Linked DNA regions of Pan troglodytes: region 1 is linked to region 2. Evidence: chromatin contacts called from public Hi-C data. All regions are on one chromosome and are shown on one strand. Each heading gives the region's core, a stretch centred on a gene start, on an enhancer-like site or on the middle of the called end of the contact. The rest is flanking DNA. Distances are from core to core; before and after follow the strand shown. Region 1 has its middle 37 kb from the start of DGKB. Region 2 overlaps DGKB (diacylglycerol kinase beta).

Region 1 (2,700 bases), core at 109-2,608, 270 kb before region 2:
GACTTACTAGAAAATGGTAGCCAAATGGGGTAGAGCTAGAGGGTTTTCTGTCCATGAGAATGATTTTGGCTTCACCTAAAAGAAAACTTCAACTCAAAATGTCTCAAATGATTAAGAAAATATATTATTTCACTTTGTAAGGAGCTTGGCAATAAGCCGATTCAAGGGTAGAATGAATGAGTGAACAACAATGTAATCAAGGACAGAGTTTCTCGCTGGCGTTCCCTTCTGCCATCCTCACAATGTTGGCTTAGTTCCTTGGCTTTGTCCCCTTATGAACACAATATGACCTTGCACTTCCAAGAGTCGCATCCTCAAACAAAACATCCAATGTTCCAAAGCAGGAGCAGGGGGCGGTGTGTGGGGAGGAGAGTGCGACCTCCTTGTACACTTTTGAAAAGCCTGGGAACCCTCCTGGCAGCTGCTTCAGTGACTTGCCTCTCACCTCTCATGGGCCCGCATCATGTTCCTATTTCTGAATCAGTCATTGGCAAGGAGAATGCCAGTACTGTGACTGGAATAGAACAAATAAGGTCCATCCCTGCCTTATCCTGAGATAATAGCCACATTTCTGGAACCAAAGGAGTTCCATTAGCAAGGAAGTAGATGAATGTCAGCCAATGTTGTCTGGGCAAGGGCCAGTGAGCATGTTTCAGAGACAACCTAGGGAGTTAATTACAAATTATCTCCTCTGCTGTAACTCTGGTTTGTTAACCTTAAACCTTGAATGATATCTGGACAACCTTTTTTCATTTAGCTGTGAGCCTTACAGGAAAGGCCTGTGGCACACCTGAGCCAGAAAGGTAAGCGGAAAGTGGCATAACCTGGAACCTTCAATGTCATGGCAGCTGTGCCTTAGTAGATCCACAAGAGAAAAAAGAATCTGGGGCTAGGAGTTGGGGCTTCGAGATCCGTCTGCTCTTTCTCAAGTGGATATTTCTGTCCCAGTTTTCTCCTTGGAGGATCCATTTGCTCATTCAACAGATTTTATATGAACATCTAGCATATAATCAGGCTTAGTTCCAGGCACTAGGGATACATCAGCAAACAAAACAGAAGTCCATGTCCATGGTGCTTATGTTTTAGTTAGGTTAGTGGGGAAAGAAACACTGTGAAAAACAAAATAAACAAGGAACTCGCTTAGCACATTGAAAGGTCATAAGCCCTATGGGGGAAAAAAAAAAAGCTGAGAAAGGAGCAGAGGGGACTGGGAAGTGAGCAATTTTAAACACGGTAGTCAGAAACAATGACACTGCGAAATAGCATTTGAGAAAAGTCTTGAAAGAGGTGGGGGAGTGACCCATGCAAATGTAGTTGTGAGAAGAGCATTCCAGGGATTAGAAACAACGCATACAGGCCCCACAGTGTGAGGATGCTGGTGCCTCCCAGTAACAGGAAAGAGACCAGTGAGGCTTGGGGGACAGACTTTGCCTATAAGAGCCACAGCAAAATGAAACAAGGTTGTCAAGAGGCCTGGCTTTTGTCAGTCTAAATTTTTAGGGCACCAGCCACTGAATCTAAGATGGGTAGAAGAAAAAGAGAAAAAAATACCCTTTTTATGGGTCATATTTCTATAGTGATTGGGTCCTCCAGGGCAAAATGGGTTGAGCGCTTGCCTCCAATCCTGACTCTGTTAGTAGCTCACTTTCTCACCTTGGGCCAAGCCACGTCATCTTTCTGGATCTCATTCTGTTTCTTTTATAAAAGTAAAGTGCCTTCACCAGATTATCTGAGGTTCGTTTCAGATTCAACGTTCTATGATTCTTTGTGTCTATTATCTGATAGAGCCAACAGCTCACTCTTCAAATGTAATTGAGAATAATTGTAAAAATGTCACACAAAAGATGGTCAAAACGACTTTCTAAATGTGTTTGGGAACGATTTTAATTCAGAAATGAAGGCAGAATTATTTTAAGGTATTATTAGTATATAAATTATAGATATTTCTAAAGGTCCAAATATTTGAGCATTGGAAATAATTGTTTACAAGTAAGATAATATCAAGTGAGATAGTATATTTTTGTAAGTTTCAGTGAATTGCAACGTTTTCTTCCCTCAAGAGAAGAGTCTTCTATTGGTCTTTGTAGCTTGGTTATAAACCATTTAAGAAACGTCAATTAAAACCAAAGGTATGCCTCAGTAAAAGTTACAGAAAATATCATACCAAATAAGTTGATCGTTGACAGATTCCCAAGTCTGCATTATCCATCCATTTATTTCATAACATTTATTTTTAAATTAATCCAAGATTTAAATTTGTTGAGCATGAAGCCTTTATTCTATGGCCCAAATCACCCTTCAATGAGTCATTTCAAATAGTCATTCAAAATAAAGCCATTGAAATAGTCATTTCAAAAAAGTCCTCTCAAAGGGTCTTATTACAAATTTTGTGGGAAACTGAGATTCTTGTATAAATTATTCTCATAGGTTGACTGTTCAAAAGCTGTTAATTATTTCATTCACTCAGTAGACATGTAAAGAGCCTATTATGTGCTAGGCACTACTTTGCTTCTTGGAGACAGAGCTATAAAAATAGTTCCTCGGCCTATAGAACTTTACTTTTAGTTTACTCATGTTTATCTTTTACGTGTGAAATGGAATAACTTAGAAGAAACTAGGGTGCAATATTGAGTATTTAGAGATATAATTCTTAAACAAATGTTGCTGCCTCATATGTTTAAATTCAATTATTAAATATTG
Region 2 (2,700 bases), core at 163-2,662:
AGAAACTTCTTCCTCTTCCTGCTATGCCATCACAGGTAAGACAAACATATCCCATTGCCAATGTTAGCCCAGGACGGCCCACCCTATTTCTCAAATAGGCACTTTCCATTTGTTAAACTTGGATATAAAAATGGTTTGAGGTCATTTCTACTTCTAATGATTTTGAACACAGCACAGGATTTTAACATTTGATTGGATCTTAAAATACATGTTTACATTTTTTTTTCCAGACAATAGATTTTGAAGGTTTCAAACTATTCATGAAGACATTCCTGGAAGCCGAGCTTCCTGATGATTTCACTGCACACCTTTTCATGTCATTTAGCAACAAGTTTCCTCATTCTAGTCCAATGGTAAAAATTAAGCCTGCTCTCCTATCAGGCGGTAAGTTTACTTACTTTAAACATTTATATAGTACAAATTTCAAAGGCTAAATAAATATCTAGTTATCATAAAAGATGAATGATGATTTGCATAAAAATTGTTTTGTTACAGGGTTTAGACTTTCACAATAAGATTGTGTGAATCATTTAAAATGTTTCCAGTAAAATTATAGCTAATTAGAGAAAATATAATTTATCCTTATCTATCACTTGCTTTAGAATTCTATGTATAGGTAATAATTTGAAGACATATTTCCATCAAATTTGGAAAACTGCTCTTGTTAAATAACTAGATACGTATAGATTGCTGAGTATTTGAAAATGTGGTCACAAAGCAACTATATCTAAAAAGGTATAATATTTAATATCTATTTTGCTAATTGCCAATATACTTTCACATGTTTAGATTTGTAAGCTCAGAACAGAGATTTGATTTTTCTTTTAGATACTGTAAATTTGTGTCACCGTAGAGATGGTGTTTCTCTCATTATGGGTAGCTTTTTAGAGATGCATACTTACATTAATACCTGTTGTATCAATCTCCCTCCAGTCAAGAAAAGAGAAATTTCACTGTATTACCCAATGTAAAACAGTGTAATTGGTTAAGCTGTTTCAAAGGATTGAAAAAGCAAAAAGAAAAGACAGGTGATGTAGATAGACTCAAGGAAACATGTGCTGCCCTTAGATGGCAGTAATCACCACCTAGAAGCCCTGAGGAAAGGATTCCTTGGAGCTAGGATGAAATTCTGAGGTGAGGGGTTGCCTAGCAAACCTAGCCCTTGGACTTTTGTGGAAGTGATACTTCCTGGCTGCCTCTGGTAACTGGGGAATTCAAGACTAGTCTATAGCCCAGGAACTCAGACATCTGAGGAGGGTGCATCACCGTGGCCTGTCCCAGATTGCTTAGCAGGGAGCTCATTGTGCTTTTGTTGGTGTGGACATGAGCTAGAGACTAGAGCCTACACTGCTTTAGAGTCTGCAGGTAGAGACAACCTGCTACCGGGCTGAAACGCTGCAGAGATTCAACAGGAGCAGCAGGCTCTCTTGCTGGGTCCAGCCCCTTCTCCCGCGACTCCCCACCCCACCACCCCAACCCCTGTGCCTTCTCGTCTGTCTCTAGTGCCCTCTATGGATAGAACAGGAATCCACTGGCAATGAAGAAATGTCTGCAGCAGTGTTTCTCACTCTTCGATCACAGGACTCTTTGAACTCTTAAAAATTGAAGACCTGAAGGAACTTATGTTTATGTGGATGATATCTATTGATATTTACCATATTAAAGATGAGACATTCCAAAAATAACAAGAATCAAACCACTACCTGTTAACAAAAAATAACCCATTCTTATGAAAAATAACTATTTTCAAAAACAAAAAATAGTGAGAAGGGTAGCATTGTTTTGCATAATTGCAAATCTCTTTAATGCCTGGCTTCATGGAAGACAGCTGGGTAAATTATATCTGGTGCTATGTTTCTGTTGCTGGATCATATGTCATATAGCCTCTTGAAAACTTCACTGTACATTCAAAAGAGAATAAGAGTAAGAAAAGCAAATAATATCTTAATACCATTATGAAAATTATTTTGACCTTAAAAATCTCCTGCAAGGAGCTCAGGGATCCCAGGAGAGCCACAAGTCTAGAGAGTCCCAGCTCTAGTATCACAAAGTGGAATATAGAATTGTTGGTATAGAGGCCGGACACGGTGGATCATGCCTGTAATCCCAGCACTTTCGGAGGCTGAGGTGGGCAGATCACAAGGTCAGGAGTTTGAGACCAGCCTGGCCAACATGGTGAAACCCCGTCTCCACTAAAAATACAAAAAAAAATTAGCCGGGCATGGTGGCAGGCGCCAGTATTCCCAGCTACTTGGGAGGCTGAGACAGGAGAATCACTTGAACCCAGGAAGCAGAGGTTGCAGTGAGCCGAGATCGCATCACTGCACTCCAGGCTGGCAACAGAGCGAGACTCCATTTCACACACCACACACACACACACACACACACACACACGTGTTGGTATAGAGATAAGTTCAATAATGGACATTATGATAAATAAAAATGCAAGAACATGTAATTAAGAAATAGATGGTTGAGCCATAAATGAAACTTAGACAATATGACGAAGAGTCCATAATATTAAGCCTTATGTTGTACTGCTTCCCTTTCTTTCTTCCTTCCTTCTTTCCTTCCTTTCTTCCCTCCCACCTTCCTTCCTTCCCTCCTTCCCTCCCTCCCTCCCTTCTTTCTTTCTTTCTTTTTGTCTTTTTCTTTCTTTCTTTCTTTCTTCTTTATTTCTTTCTCTTTCTCTCTTTCGTT

What was found. Hi-C and Micro-C count contacts between places; a contact is called where the count stands out from the background.
Region 1: a Hi-C map of induced pluripotent stem cells shows a contact between it and region 2, with 2.0 times the contacts expected there. The contact joins two enhancer-like sites. A contact is called at or near these places in 2 of 7 Hi-C or Micro-C datasets (both in induced pluripotent stem cells).

The regions. Positions count from the first base shown.
Region 1 is chr6:20,815,274-20,817,973 of NHGRI_mPanTro3-v2.0_pri, reverse strand. It overlaps the pseudogene LOC107976044. Among named protein-coding and RNA genes, the nearest start is that of DGKB, 37 kb to the right of the region's middle. Within about 2 kb of position 1,358, at least 3 of the 24 cell types and tissues checked have an H3K27ac peak or open chromatin away from gene starts, as enhancers often do. A contact at or near this core is called in induced pluripotent stem cells, where this site is marked.
Region 2 is chr6:20,541,278-20,543,977 of NHGRI_mPanTro3-v2.0_pri, reverse strand. DGKB (diacylglycerol kinase beta) reads left to right here. Exons shown (of 26, transcript XM_063814062.1): 5 at 231-384. Among named protein-coding and RNA genes, the nearest start is that of DGKB, 240 kb to the left of the region's middle. Within about 2 kb of position 1,412, at least 1 of the 24 cell types and tissues checked has an H3K27ac peak or open chromatin away from gene starts, as enhancers often do. A contact at or near this core is called in induced pluripotent stem cells, where this site is marked.